Regions from separate parts of the Mus musculus genome. Here all the other regions are linked to region 4. A link is a contact called in public HiCAR-type and promoter capture Hi-C data. All regions are on one chromosome and are shown on one strand. The core of a region is the stretch at or near the end of the contact, and the rest is flanking DNA. Distances in the headings are between cores, read along the strand shown. Region 1 overlaps Fmnl2 (formin-like 2). Region 2 holds the start of Cacnb4 (calcium channel, voltage-dependent, beta 4 subunit). Region 3 has its middle 41 kb from the start of Fmnl2. Region 4 holds the start of Rprm (reprimo, TP53 dependent G2 arrest mediator candidate).

Region 1 (3,546 bases), core at 289-2,788, 1.0 Mb before region 4:
TATTATTATTATTATTACTACTGTGAGTGTGTATGAGAGCCAGATCAGAAGAGTGAGGGTGAGGGTGGGTGGAGACTTCAAAGCAATGCTCACATCATGGTGGAGATGTGAAGGGTAGAGGACAGACTATGGGAGCTGATTCTTTTCTTCTATTTCAGCTTCCTGTTATTGACCTCAGTTACCAGGCTTGAGTTTCAAGCATTTTTACCAAACATCTTGCTTGTCCTCATTTTGTTTTCAAAAGAGTCTTACCTTCACATCTAAAGTTTTTGCTTAGGAATAGAGAATATACAAGTTAATGAAATTTGAAGGATATTAACACAATTTTATAGGATATTGCTGATCGCAGTTTTTCTCCACCTGTGGGTTGAGACGCTGTTGGCAATCTACTATCTCTAAAAATATTTATGATTCATAACTATAGCAAAACCATAAGTTATGCAGTAGCAGCAAACATAATTTTATGCTTGGGGTGGGGGGGGGGTCACCACAACACGAGGAACTGTATTAAAGTGTTGTAGCATTAGGAAGATCAAGAACTACCGGCTTGGGCTGGCGAGATGGCTCAACAGTTAAGAGCACTGACTGTTCTTCTAAAGGTCCTGAGTTCAAATCCCAGCAACCTCATGGTGGCTCACAACCACCTGTAATGAGATCTGATGCCCTCTTGTGGTGTGTCTGAAGACAGCAACAGTATACTTATTTATAATAATAAATAAATCTTTAAAGGAAAAAAAGCCATTGGCTTATTGTGATGAAGTAGGGTCTAAGGCCAGCATTACTGAGCAATCACTTGTGTATGATGGTGAGTTTCAGTGATACAATGTCTTATGGCTGCTTGTAACTTGTATCTATAGCAAGGGTGTGAATAGTTGAAGATTAGCTTGTTAATTGCCAACTATGGCACTCTGCAAATTCTTTGCTCTAAGTACAACTAAGTAAAAGAAATCAACACATCTGGTTTGGTGTTGAAGTGTTCCCTCATGAAAATTTATGCCCCTAAAACTAGGACCAGGGTGAGAATAAGGGGCCATCTGTTTCTCCTCATTGTTTCCTTTATCCATATGAAAAGACATGTAGCCATCTTCTTGAAGTTCTGTCTAAGTTGCATGGCTATATATATTTTTTTGAGCATTTAGTCTGTGAGATAGGAAAAAAAATACTTTTGGAATCAGGAATACTTTTGGTGTTCATATTAGTTCAGTGTCTTTTTTGTAAGAAACAGATTCTAACATACCGAAGAGAAGGTAGATGAAGGAGAACAGGAGACAAAGACAGGACAAGAAGCCTAAAGACCAGCCTTAGAGCTGGCCAGGCATTCCTGGTGTCGCTAGCCTTACACATGGACAGGCATTGCTGGTGTCACTAGCCTTACACATGGACAGGCATTGCTGGTGTGGCTAGCCTTAGACGTGGGCAGGCATTGCTGGTGTGGCTAGCCCACGAATAGCCTACACATTCATCCTTGAGAGGTGCTCTCTCAGCTGTTTGGTGTTCTTTTCTCCCAAACATCACTGACCTTGCCAAGAAACCCATGGGCTCATAAAGTCCTGCCAACTGTGAAGGGCCTTGACCAGCCCTCGCTGTAGATTCAGAAAGGTTCTAGTTCATCTCCTACAAGTTTTCAACCTAGACCCTCTTCCCTTTTTCCTTACCCTTCCTCCTTTCACCCCCCCCCCCCCCCTTTTATCTTGGGTATAGTTGAGAAATTGCTCTACTTTTAAAAGGTACTCCAAAATATACCAAAGAAAGTTTCCATTTGGTGTCATAGCAGAAGTATCCAAGAATAGAATACTACAATAGAGCAGCCTACTACAGTAACACCACTGATAAAACCGTGAGGGTTTTGAGCCATCAAGTCTCCCAGGATGCTTTAAGGTATCCCTGAAAACCCTCAGGATTCCAGATCAGTTACAACTGTCTCCAACTGCTTTTATACTGGTAACATCTGGTTTAGGGCAAAAGCTGTAGTTAGGTTAGTAAACACCCTAACGCCTCCCCACTTCTGAACTTCCAGTATAGACACACAAGCCCTCTAAAATGAGTCACTCAAGGCCACCAGCTCTCTTGTATAGAAGACTTTTGGCAGTAGCCCTTGTCCCCCCTCCACACTGCTAGAAATTTTCCTAAGAAGGCTGATTGTGGTTTAGCTACTGGGCATCTGAAAGCACTCGTACTATGCATTATTAACTTGATTTAAGAAAGCCTGTCAAGTGTTATTCACAGTGGTCCAAACTGGACAGGAAGAAGAACAGACATTTTGATGTGTTCCCAGAATCCCTCTGAGTTTAATTTCATTGACCTCATCAGTATTTGAGGGCATGGGGGCTATAAATGTAGCAGGAGCCATCCAAGTAACTCTGGAAGTACTAAATATTTTAAACATGGAAGGAGTAGTACTTTTGTATTCAGTACAAAGACTACTCTCAAGCCATGGGAGATGTAGTCCTAGAGTTTGTATGTGTTCCATTATGTCAGCCATGAACTGGATTATCTAATTTACCAGGACACCTCTGGCTGCTCTGTTCTCTTGGGTATGGGTAGCAAAGTCAAATGTGCTATTAGCACTGCTACATGGTTTTGTTTACGTGGTGGTTGTGAATGGATAGCATACCACCCTAGCAGTAGGTTTACGAAGCTCTCTGGTTCTATGGGGTCAGTGTTCATACTGAGATGTCTGAGACTGTCTCCACTTCTGTTGTCTCTAGGGTCTCTCAGTGGAGATATAGCTGACAGGGCATCTAGTGTCTAGAGCTCCCTAGAGAACTGTTTGTGTTGAGTCCATACTGAAAATCCAGAGAAGCTGGAGTGTAATGTCTGGATGGCAGCAGCGGCTATACTATGAATATATTCATACTTAGCAAGAATGGTGCTAGTAGTTCACTTCTTTTTCATGTTAGCCTATTGGATGGTACAACCCATATTCAGGGTGGGGCTCCCCCCCCCCCCCCCCACTTAGTCCCCTTTGGAAACACTTCCACTGATAACACATCCAGTATTTGAGCTTCACTAGACCTCTCTCCGTGCAGGCATGTTGTCACTCAGTCCCAAGCATCACGTTTGCCTTAGGAGCTGTAGGGGATTACCTAAGATTTTACTTGTTTCTCCTCTTTGTTCATGACAATGATTGATCTCCTTATAATAAAAGGCTTGATGAACTTTGTGATTGATGCGAGGGTGATTCTACTTCTTCCAAGTGAGTGGTTTTGAGAGCCTTCCTAGAAAGGAAGGGAAGCATTGCCTAGGGTTCTGAGTTCATTTCCTGGTAAGGATCAAGTTATGATCATGAGTGCCTGCATCCTCTAGTGAGGAAGTGAACACCACTCTCCTGCTGACTGTAGGATGAGCCATACTTACTCACTGAAAATACAAAGTGAGCTCTTTGTCAGGGATATTGATGAACACTGAAAATTCAAAAGTAAACTGTAGGACTCCCCCGAAAAGGAAAGCCTCTAAGAAGCTAATACATTTGACCATTGAAATTCTAGGCTCTCAAAAGGTAAATGGAAGATTCTAGGCAAGAAGATGGAAAGCTGACCAAGACAA
Region 2 (3,392 bases), core at 300-2,799, 1.4 Mb before region 4:
AGACACCAGAGAACTGAGCATTGCTAGCGACCTGCGGTTCGAACTACTTGCCTCTGGCCACGAGGAAAACACGGGAAAGCCAGCGCGAGGTTCAGCCAGACCCTGGGAACTGCGCCCGCGCTGTCTTATTTAGGTCTCACTAGACCGCTGTCCCTGTCAGTCCGTGATTACGCGAAATCGATGAAGCAGTGCCAAGATGAGACTAAACTTTTCTAAGTGTCTTTCTTTTGGCCAGAACTCAGAGAACTCGCTCAAAAATGTGCAAAGTATTCAAAAATAGGACAAAGATTGGAGAAACCCTCAAACTCTCACAGCGCATCAAATCAGGTCTCTCAAGGTCCCTCTGTGCAACGAAGGTGGGCCAGGAATACTTTCTAGCTCTTAAATTCAGTGTCCCCGGCCAATGTCCCTTTTCCTCTCCAACGCAAGTACACAAAATACAAACTAACTTCTCGGAGCGACAGAGAGATGTAGGGATGCCAACACTAGGTAGCCAGGGTACCAGCAGAGGGATGGAGTTGGAAGCAGAGGTAGGGGCGGCTGGACCCCAGGACAGGGCAGCATGAAGCAGAGGGACAAGGACCGAGCCCCGAGCGGCGCAGACCGGACTCGCGCTCGGGGGCGAGGGACCGCGCTGGGTGCGGGCTCCGGGCGCCCGAACCTCCTACCTGTCTGAGGATGAAGCTGGTAGAAGTGGTGCTGCCATCCGATCTTTTCAACCTGCTCCTCCGGGTCGTGGTGCCTCGGGCCACCTGAACTCGACACACCGGGGCCACAAAGAAGCCAGTGAGGACCGCAGCGCTGAGCCGAGCGGTCACCCGGGGCTGGAGTCCTCCTTGGGAACCGCGCCCTGGGGACCCCCCCCCCTCTCGCCCCGAGCCCCGAACCCTAGTCTCCCCGGCGCCTCCCAGCGCCCCCACCCCCATCCCTCACCCCGAGCTGGGTGGTCCCGAGCACCCACCACATCCATTAACAAAACGTCGCGTGTGCGGGGTCTGAATCCCCGGCATCGGCGACAGGAGGCTGCGGACACTGAAGCCGGAGCGCTGAGCCCCGGAGCAGGGCTAGGAGGAGGGGAGGAGGAGGGGGAGGAGCGGGCAGGCGGGCGGGCGGGAGGCGCGGAGGAGGGAGCGGCGGCTCAGGACCAGCGCCCCGCACTCGCGGCACCAAGGCGGGGCGCGGGGCGGCGCGGGTGGAGGAGGGGGCGGTACCTGTGAGCTGGGGGAGTGCGGCCCGTCCGCCGCCCCGTTCTTGCCGTACGAGGACGACATGGTTCAGAGGCGCCGCATGGCCCTCGCAGCGCGGTGGGCGGAGGGCGCGGGCCGGTGCGGGTGGAGGGGGAGGCAGGACTTCCCTACCCGGCTCCTGGCCCCGCGCCGGCTCGCGGGCCGCCTGCCCGCACTTCGCCGAGCGCCGCACCTTAAAGGGGCCGAAGCGCTTCCCTCCCCCCCCCCGCGCCCTCCTGGAGGTCCAGGAGAGGGGGCTTCTCGGTTGTCGCCTTCCCGAGCCTCGGGGAGAAGTGCTCTCCCACCCCGCGAGCGCTTTACAGCGCAGCTTTCCAGAGGATGGAGGGAGGGGAAAATCTGAGCTGGGGGTGGGAGGATTAAAATAGTCTGCACAGTTTAAAATGAGACAAAGGTGGCACGGTTCATGAATCAGGACTTAGGGAGGGAAGCTGGTGCAGTGTTGCAGGGAGTGGGCAGAGCGGAACGTGCGTGCGTGTGTGTGTGTGTGTGTGTGTGTGTGTGTGTGTGTGTGTGTGTGTGTGTGTGTGTGTCCCAGAACTCCAATTTGAAAAGGACAGGACTGACTCCTCCTTCCTTGACTTTCCTCATCATCCCACACAGGGATGGTAAGGCACAGGGTGTGTGTGTGTGTGTGTTTGCTTTTTATTAGTGGTTTTTTTGTTTTTGTTTGTTATTGTTATTGTTTGAGCAACTCTACTCTCAGAGATGCAAGTTATACACACCTAGGCAGGCGTGGGAGAGCCTGTCAGTCAGAGTCTGACTGGAGATGCAGCCCCACCACCGGAGACCAGCATGTCCTAAGGAGTTTTGAAGGTCACGTCAAACCTGCTAAAAAGCAGGAGTTGGCCACGTGCCTCCAATTCGGTATAGCTGTTTCCAGGAGAAGAAACTCAACCTAGCTTTTCCGGCTGCAAACACATGCTGTGTTTGAGATCAAGTTCAAAGCAAGAGGATCCTAGAAGGAAGAAATTTGAAGTAATCAAAAGAGGTGGGCAAATATGTGAATTCAAGAAAATAAATCCTAACTATAGTTACAGCCGCAGAGATGCATAGTAAAAATAGAAGTAGACATAAAGCCACTAAATCAGCCCCCCTCACCCTGCAATCTAGTGTTTCACTTATAAAAACAAGTGTCACGTTTATTTTCCCATCCATTACACACTTTCTTTACAGACCCACATCTTCACTTCATCTAAACTTGGGTCCTAAAACTAGTCTTGCCTCCAAGCTCCCTGTGCGCACAAACACACACACACACACACACACACACACGCACACGCACACATGCACACACGCGCACACGAACACACACACACACACACACACACACACACACACACACACACACACCAAGCACAGTCCATCTACACTCAGGCAAAGCCATTTCTCCAAAACCACTTTCCTCAATTTACTGTTTTCTGAGGTAAAGCCCAAAGTCTGTGATCTGCAAACTAGGCTTCCTGCTTGCTTTGGACATACCCACACTCCAAAACTCCTCCCTCCAAATTGATTTCTCTTTGCAAAGCCAGAGAGCAGGCAGGCCCATTTACTGCTCGTCCCTGACTTGCACTCCACTTCAGCATCAGAGCTCTGAAGTATGTCCTTGGCATCTGCCCTCCACACTATCTAGACACCACCCAGAGTTCTGCAACCCTGCTCAGCTCACTCTTCCTCCACAGAAATCCTCCCTGACCCTTGTGGTCCTGGATTGTCCTGTGCCTGAAAAACTGGAGCATTTATTCTCTAGATATTTGGCACAGGATATCTTAGTATATATTAAGTCTTGCTTTTGTGAAAATCCAGTTTCCAAAATAGCTCGGTATCTGTGTAGTTTATGTGTAGTGGAAGCCCCTAGGAAGTTAATGGGTAAGGAGCCATCTCTAATGTAGACACCCCTCTCCACCAGCACCCCCATTAGTTGCTGTCATCTCATTCTGTTCTAGGAACCTTTTTCTTAGTTGACACTTCATCAATACACACAGACTAAATGGTTGCGGAGGCTCTGGCTTCTCATCGCCCAGTTTCACTGACTGAATAATCAGAACAGAATCCACACCAGGAAGACAGCATGAATGGCTCTGCGCATCTGCCTCTCGACAAGAGCTGTGCGGATTACGAATACACCTCCAGCGATGGGCCTAACAG
Region 3 (3,148 bases), core at 582-3,081, 1.3 Mb before region 4:
CTGTAACCCCAGAATTTGAGAGTCTAAGGCAGGAGAATCATAAATTCCAGACTAGCCTGAAAGGCATATTGAGACCCTGCCCCAACAACAGTAAAGAAGGAGGAGAAGGGAGAAGAAGGAAGAAGAGGAAGATGGAGGAAGAGGTTGGGGTTTTAGTGTCGTTTAGCTCTGGAGTGCTACAGTCATCTCTGGTTATCTGATATCTGGTTATCTGATATCTTGACATGCATCAATACTTGTTGGATCTGTGCTAGGCATAAGAAATTAAGTTAAACGTAAGACACTGTTGTGCCTTTAAAAACTTACAGGCTGAGACTTCAGGCTATTTGTTGTTGGGCACATGTTGCTGTCAGGGTTTTGGAGGTGCAAGGTGATAAAGTGTTAAGAAGATGAATAGAAAAATCTAGTATTCAAGAGCTTGGCTAGTTGGTGAGGCTCCATTTCTCAGTGATCTATGGCACTGTTAGAGAATGCAGTGACTTAAAGTGTATGTCTAAGTATGGGAGCATGGAGAAAGGGCTGGCAAAATGGCTCAGCTGCTGGAAAGGCTGGTTTCTCTTTCAGAGGACTTGGTTTCAATTTCTAGCACCCACATGGCCACTCACAATTATCTGTAACTCCAGTTCCAGGGTATTTGATGCTTTCTTCTGGACTCCACTGGTATCAGGCACACCGATAGCACACCTGTGAAACTCAAATCTATAAATATATGGAAGAAGAAACTCACCCATTCATAGACAAAGAACTACAAGCAACTAAGTGATGTTGAGAAAGGTAGAAATAGTCTTCCCCCACGTAATAGCCCCCTTGTGGATTATCTAGTACTAAAAATAGTCGGCCCTGAAATCATGTACGTGCAACACTGAATGGACTCATCAGTTTATATCTATATATTTATGCACATGTGCAATATATACATAATATATAACTGTATAGAACAATGTAATATATAACATTTTTTCAATGATGTTGAGAGTGTGGAATGTTGCAAATTCAGAGCCAAGTTATCCTGGAGGCCATCTTTAACCCCAAGATGATTTTGGACCGTTTACTGGCCTCCTCTGTACCTGATCTCTCATCTTTGTGACCCTTAATAAATTGTATGGAATGTGTATCTGGCATCAAGAAAAATGGTGAGAATTTGTATGCACACGAATTCATTTTTCTTGATGCCAGACACACATTAAAATGCTAGTCTACCATCATATTTATGCTCTAGGGAAGTCATGTATGCTCATTATGCCATGCATTTAAGGATAAACTTCAACTGACTTGACAAGAAAATATATAGAGAAGTGGTGGGGAAGTTGAGAGAGAGAACAGAGTACAGAGTACGGACTATTAATCCATAGACACATCTACTGTTTGAAAGTGATGGGCACCGCAGAGGTGCATGTGTTTGAACACTTGATCCTTAGCTGATGGAACAATTCTGTGGGTGTGCGATCAAGGAAAGATTGTACAAAGCAGAGATGTTTTGTTGTTTGGGTTTTTTTATTTTCAGTCTGTACTTTGCTCTGAGTGACTTCATTTTACAAGCAGCTTTTGATTCCCTTTTGAGGGTGATACCTCCCATCTGTTCAATACCACCCATAGAGCACAATTGATAAAGGACTCATTTGTGTGAATAGAAAAGGTGACAGTTGATACATTCCTTAAGGTAAATTGAGACTAGAAGGTTACATGGGCATATTAAAATCAGAGAAACCTGGCTCCAAAACTGAACAGGCATGCCAGACCAAGGAGAAGGAATAGCCCCTTCATCTGTGCCCCATAAAGCAGTGGGCACCTAGCACTGCAATGACTATAGTTCCACGCCCACCTGTCATCTGGTGCCTGGTATGTGTATCTAGGAAGAATAGGCAGAGAACTCCTGACTCCCCTAGGGCTGCAGCTTAGATTAGTACACTGCTTTGGCTGGCTGTACTGTCCTTTGCCTGCCTGCTCACTTTACCCATGAACCTCTACCTGCCCTTCCTGTTCCAATCTCTTTTTTTCCCTTTCATCTCACAGCTGGACTTTGTATCTCACTCTGACTCTCCCACTGACTTCCACAGCAATAGCATCTTCTCTTCCCTGGCTTAGGTTCCAACACAACTCTACACGCATTTCTACCAGCCTACTTCAGATTGGTCAACTATAGATTGCTATACAGTTATTATTTATACCTGCTTACAATAAGGCAACATTCAAATTTTAAGGAACAAATTCACTCAGAACAATTATTTGGTATATAAATGATAAAGATGAAAGCCAATTTATGTACAAAAATATGATGTAGTAAAGGATATGGGCAATGTGAACTTTTACACATCACTGTTGGAAATGAAATAAGCTAGTCTCAGTCACTGAGAAAATGAGTATAGAGCTTCCTCAAAAAACTAAAAATAGCCGGGCAGTGGTGGTGCACGCCTTTAATCCCAGTACTTAGGAGGCAGAGGCAGGCGGATTTCTGAGTTCGAGGCCAGCCTGGTGGTCTACAGAGTGAGTTCCAGGACAGCCAGGGCTACACAGAGAAACCCTGTCTCAACACCCGCCCCCCCCCCAAAAAAAAAAAACAAAAAACAAACTAACTAAAAATAGGTCTACCATATGATCCAAATACCACTTCTGGATATTGTGGTGATTTGAATGAGACTGGATCCAAAAGCTTATATATTTGAATGTTGTGTCCCCCGTTAGTGGAAATGCTTGGGAAGGATTAGCAGGTGTGGCCTTGGAGGAAATTTGTCACTGGGAGTGGACTTTGAGACTTCCAAAGCCCATGCCATTCTCAGTTTGCCTCCTCTCTCTGCTTATTCTTGTGGATCAAGTGAAAGCTCTCAGCACCATGCCTACTTGCCTGCTGCTGTGTTCCCTGCCATGATGGTCAGAAACTCACCCTCTGAACCTATAAGCAAGCCCCCAGTCAAACACTTTCTTTTATAAGTTGTCTTGGTCATGTGTTTTATCACAATAATAGAAAAGTAGCTTAGATAGGTCTAAAAGTCAGTATATCGCAGAGATACTTGCCTATCAATGTATACTGTAGCATTATTCACATTAGCTAAACTATAGAACCAACTTAGGTGTCCAAGAAGAGAGAAATGAATAAAGAAAAGGTGGCAAATCACAAAGCAATTCCTCTAAAATCAGCCCTGAGACGACA
Region 4 (3,527 bases), core at 38-2,537:
CATAAAGACCCAGCTGGAAATGCACTAAAAGAAAGCACTTACCCCATTCACAGTCTCAGACTCCCCTCCCCCCACCCGTTCTCCCAGAATGACAAAAAACTCTAACCCGCAGGCAGGCAAACAGGCCACTAGGACACAAAAGACTTATCAAATATTTGTATTCAAGCAAACTAACACAAATCCCCTAAAACCACAGGTTACTATCGATCAAAGTTTCACTCTCTTAGTAGGTCGCAAAACCCACACGCATCTATGTTCCTTCCCAATTAGGTCTGCAGCGTGGCGAATAAACAGTCACTTTTTCCGGTCACTGGGCCTCTGAATACACACCCATCCACACCCCGCCTTGCTCGGCCTCTCAAGCTGTCCCCAGTGCTGAGCCCACCTGCAGGTGGAAAGGGGCCTTCGCCGCCTGGTTCATCTCCCAGTATCCCACGCCAGCAGCCACTCCCAAAGTTCTGCGCCCTGCTTTTGCCACCTGCTGCTGTATCCCGAAGTCTGGGCGCTCCTCCTGTACAGTCTTGCTTGGGGCCTTTCGAAGAGCTATCAGAAATCGGTCACTTTTTCCCCAAAGGCAGAAGTCAAGAGAAAAAAACTGACTCCGACAGGTTTGCGTTGCTCGGTCCGTGATGGTGAGGGGTGCATCGCGGCTGGCGGAGTACTGGAGGTGCCAGAAGGGAGGCACCCGCCGAGGGGGACCCGAGGGCCACTCAGTAGGGTCCCACGACCACTGCCTCCACCTCTTTAGACGGCCTCCGGTCCTTCACTAGGAAGTTGATCATGCCTTCGGACTTGATGAGCAGGTTGCAGCCAAGGAAGAAGATGCCAAAAACCACAGTGAGCGAGAGCACACACATGACTGCGATCTGCACCACACGCATGATGTACAGGCTGCGCTCGTCGGGGCCTCCCTCGGCGAAGCCATCGTCGGTCACCACCGACGCCTGGGTGCAGCAGCGCACCGCGCGCTCCAGCGCCTCGCTACTGTTGACCAGGAACAGGCCAGCCACGTCGGTCTGGTTGCCCAGCACTGAATTCATCACGAGAGCAAGCGGGAGCCGGGAAGGCGAGGATCGGAGGGGTGGGGACCAGAGTGGCTGTAGCGCGGGACGAACAGGTGCCCGGCGGAGCGCTGGCTTGATCACTTGTGCGCGCAGGGCTCCTCAGTCTCCCTTTCAAAGTCCCAGGTCCGTAAGTGTCTCAAGAACCTCTTCAGGGCGCGCCGCAAGCTGGCTCCTGTGCGCTGTGTTCTGCCCAGGCAGTGCTCGTTCCCGGCGCTCGCACGACTGGGAGCTCTTGGAACTTGGCGGGTTGGGCCGGAGGGGCCGTGGGAGGCGCGGGCCTTGGCGGTGGCCCGGCTCCTGCTCCAAGCGAACAGCGGCCCCTGCTGGTGATAGAGCCTTGCTGCGCCCGCTCGGCTTAGAGGGGCGGCTAAGATAGGAGCTAACCTAGCAGCAGGCTTTGTGCCTTCTGCATTTCCAAGGGCTAGGCAGGGTTCACTATGCACTCCTGATCTGAAGAGCAAGTAAAGAACTTGGAGAGAAAGGCTGAAAGTTGCAGAGGACCCGGATCACACCCTCTCTTAAGTGTGTCCTTCGAAGCCACCCTATCACCTCTGAGCAGATGTAAGGTGGACAGGTACCAGATGGCGCTGGTCAAGGTACTGGCCTGCTGCCTGTGTTTGGCTGCTGCCTGTTCTTGTAAGCTTTCTGGTGGAGTATTGGAAGACAAGGCAGGTGGGAAGACTGGGAATTTCTTCTCTCCCCACCCCCACCCCCGTTTTTTTTTTTTTTTAAGTAGGGGGTGTTGCTGATGTTATTGTTGTTTTAAGGAAGGGAGAATGGAGGAAAACCTTAGAAATCATAAAAGAGCTACGTCCGCACCCTACTTGGAAAGCTCTTACGTGTGTAGTAAAGCGGGGTTTGTAGTGAGCTGTGAGGCCCAGGCAAGGCGCAGGTCTAAGGAGGTGCTTGCTCTCTTTGTGGTTTGTGTGTGGAGGTGGTTACCAAGAACAGGGTCACCTCTCTGTTAAGGGAGGTGGGCAGAGTGACCAACCACTTCATTGCCACTTTAATTGCGGAGGAGTTTTTGGATGAGCTTCCAGTGTTTTCTGTCCTTGGCAGAAAATCAGTGGTTTAAGGGAATTGCTCATCTACATCCATCAGCTAGAATGTCGGCCAGCAGCTGGGCGCCTCCCTCCAGAAGCTGTTGCTCCCACCCACCCTGCCTTCCTCACCACAAGGCAATCTGCAGGCATTTCGGGGAGCTGCAGACACTCAGTCCATAGTGGCTGTTGGGTATAAGTGCTACCAGAGGAGCCTTACACACAGGCCACTTCTACTTTGTTTTAGACTCCAGAAGATACAGGATCCTCTCTTCTCCTTCCCTTTTCTCCTGTCCCTTGAATCGGTCAATCAAAGCCTTAGAATCCTGACTTTGGTGATGATAGGCATGCACAGAGCCTTCTAATTACACCATGCTTGCTTGTTAAATTCCCTCTGTAAGAATCACTCATTCCACATTCAGATCCTCTGAATGTACTGGCATTATTGGCATCCTTGTAACGTGCTGCCATCCCTCAAGCACAAAGGAGAGCCTTTTAGGCAAGTTTTTTTTTTTTTTTGAAGTTTCAGTTTCTTCTAGCTGTCTAGATTCTTTTATTACTGAGAATAGAGAGGTGTGAACAGCAAAGAACCAGGCTCCCAGGACTTAGCCATACTTTCCGTGGCTTAGTTGCTCTAGTTTACATATATATACATATGTATATATGTATATGTATATATGTATACATTTATATGTATAGTATATTGTATACAACATATAAAATCATATACTATATATAAATTCTATATATAATTCATATATATGTCAAATCTATTATTAATGGATCATAAAGCCAGACCTCATATTTGAGAAAATATCATCAGAAGAAGTTGGGGAGCACAGATTTTCTTTTCTTTCTTTCAGCTGTAACTGACACAAACCCCGGACATAGAAGGCAAAGCCTCTCCTCATAAGACAGCCCAGGTCCATGGTGTTGTTCCTTTGATTCCCCAGCCCTAGGATTTTGTTCAGTAAAATTGAGTAGTTAAATAGAAATGAACTACAAATCCAGTTAGCACAAAGCTTGCTCTGTCACTTCCTATTAGCACTAAAGAAGTCTGGGCTAACTAGAAATTTTCTTTCTTTCTATCAAACAAAACAAAACAGCCCCCTCCCCCCCAAAGAAGAAGAAAAACAACAATCCCTAGAGTCATGTTTTTGTTTCTTTTTCCTATTTTCGGTGTAGAGTTTCCCCGCAGAGTAAAGCCCATCCCTTTACCTGTTTGGTGGAAAGTATTAGGGGCTGTAGCATAGCAATGTTTAGGAAATGCCCATATAACAGAACTTGATTTCCAGGGAAATAAATGATGATTTGGCTGCGAGATGGACTGGTGCTTCACTTTTTTCCCCCCAAGGCAAAGTTTCTCATGTAGCTCTGCGTGTCCTGGAACTCTATCTATAGACCAGGCCAGCCTCGAACTCAC

The links. Promoter capture Hi-C pulls out the DNA fragments that hold promoters and counts their contacts. HiCAR-type assays count read pairs that join an accessible place to other places.
Region 1: a contact with region 4 is called in a HiCAR-type map of astrocytes, with 4 times the contacts expected there. The contact joins the enhancer-like site here to the promoter of Rprm in region 4. A contact is called at or near these places in 7 of 39 promoter capture datasets (the C10 cell line, cranial neural crest, hippocampal neurons and 3 more), 1 of 15 datasets of contacts at CTCF or cohesin (embryonic stem cells) and 1 of 115 datasets of contacts at active chromatin or transcription factors (astrocytes).
Region 2: a HiCAR-type map of astrocytes shows a contact between it and region 4, with 2.7 times the contacts expected there. The contact joins the promoter of Cacnb4 here to the promoter of Rprm in region 4. A contact is called at or near these places in 2 of 39 promoter capture datasets (embryonic stem cells and hippocampal neurons) and 2 of 115 datasets of contacts at active chromatin or transcription factors (astrocytes and embryonic forebrain).
Region 3: a promoter capture Hi-C map of hippocampal neurons shows a contact between it and region 4, with 4 times the contacts expected there. The contact joins the enhancer-like site here to the promoter of Rprm in region 4. A contact is called at or near these places in 3 of 39 promoter capture datasets (cranial neural crest, hippocampal neurons and stem cell-derived epiblast-like cells) and 1 of 115 datasets of contacts at active chromatin or transcription factors (astrocytes).

What each region holds. Positions count from the first base shown.
Region 1 is chr2:53,077,788-53,081,333 of GRCm38.p6, forward strand. The region is part of intron 9 of Fmnl2 (formin-like 2); the gene reads left to right. Among named protein-coding and RNA genes, the nearest start is that of Gm52511, 71 kb to the left of the region's middle. Within about 2 kb of position 1,539, at least 11 of the 459 cell types and tissues checked have an H3K27ac peak or open chromatin away from gene starts, as enhancers often do. A contact at or near this core is called in astrocytes, where this site is marked.
Region 2 is chr2:52,675,060-52,678,451 of GRCm38.p6, forward strand. Cacnb4 (calcium channel, voltage-dependent, beta 4 subunit) reads right to left here and starts at 1,550. Exons shown (of 14, transcript NM_001037099.2): 1 at 1,212-1,550; 2 at 669-752. The coding sequence starts at 1,271. Gm46740 (a long non-coding RNA gene) reads left to right here and starts at 1,722. Exons shown (of 2, transcript XR_001783304.2): 1 at 1,722-2,235; 2 at 3,191-3,392.
Region 3 is chr2:52,815,715-52,818,862 of GRCm38.p6, forward strand. No RefSeq gene overlaps it. Among named protein-coding and RNA genes, the nearest start is that of Fmnl2, 41 kb to the right of the region's middle. Within about 2 kb of position 1,832, at least 2 of the 459 cell types and tissues checked have an H3K27ac peak or open chromatin away from gene starts, as enhancers often do. A contact at or near this core is called in hippocampal neurons, where this site is marked.
Region 4 is chr2:54,084,265-54,087,791 of GRCm38.p6, forward strand. It overlaps Rprm (reprimo, TP53 dependent G2 arrest mediator candidate), which reads right to left and starts at 1,288. Exons shown (of 1, transcript NM_023396.5): 1 at 1-1,288. The coding sequence starts at 1,040. The coding sequence ends at 711.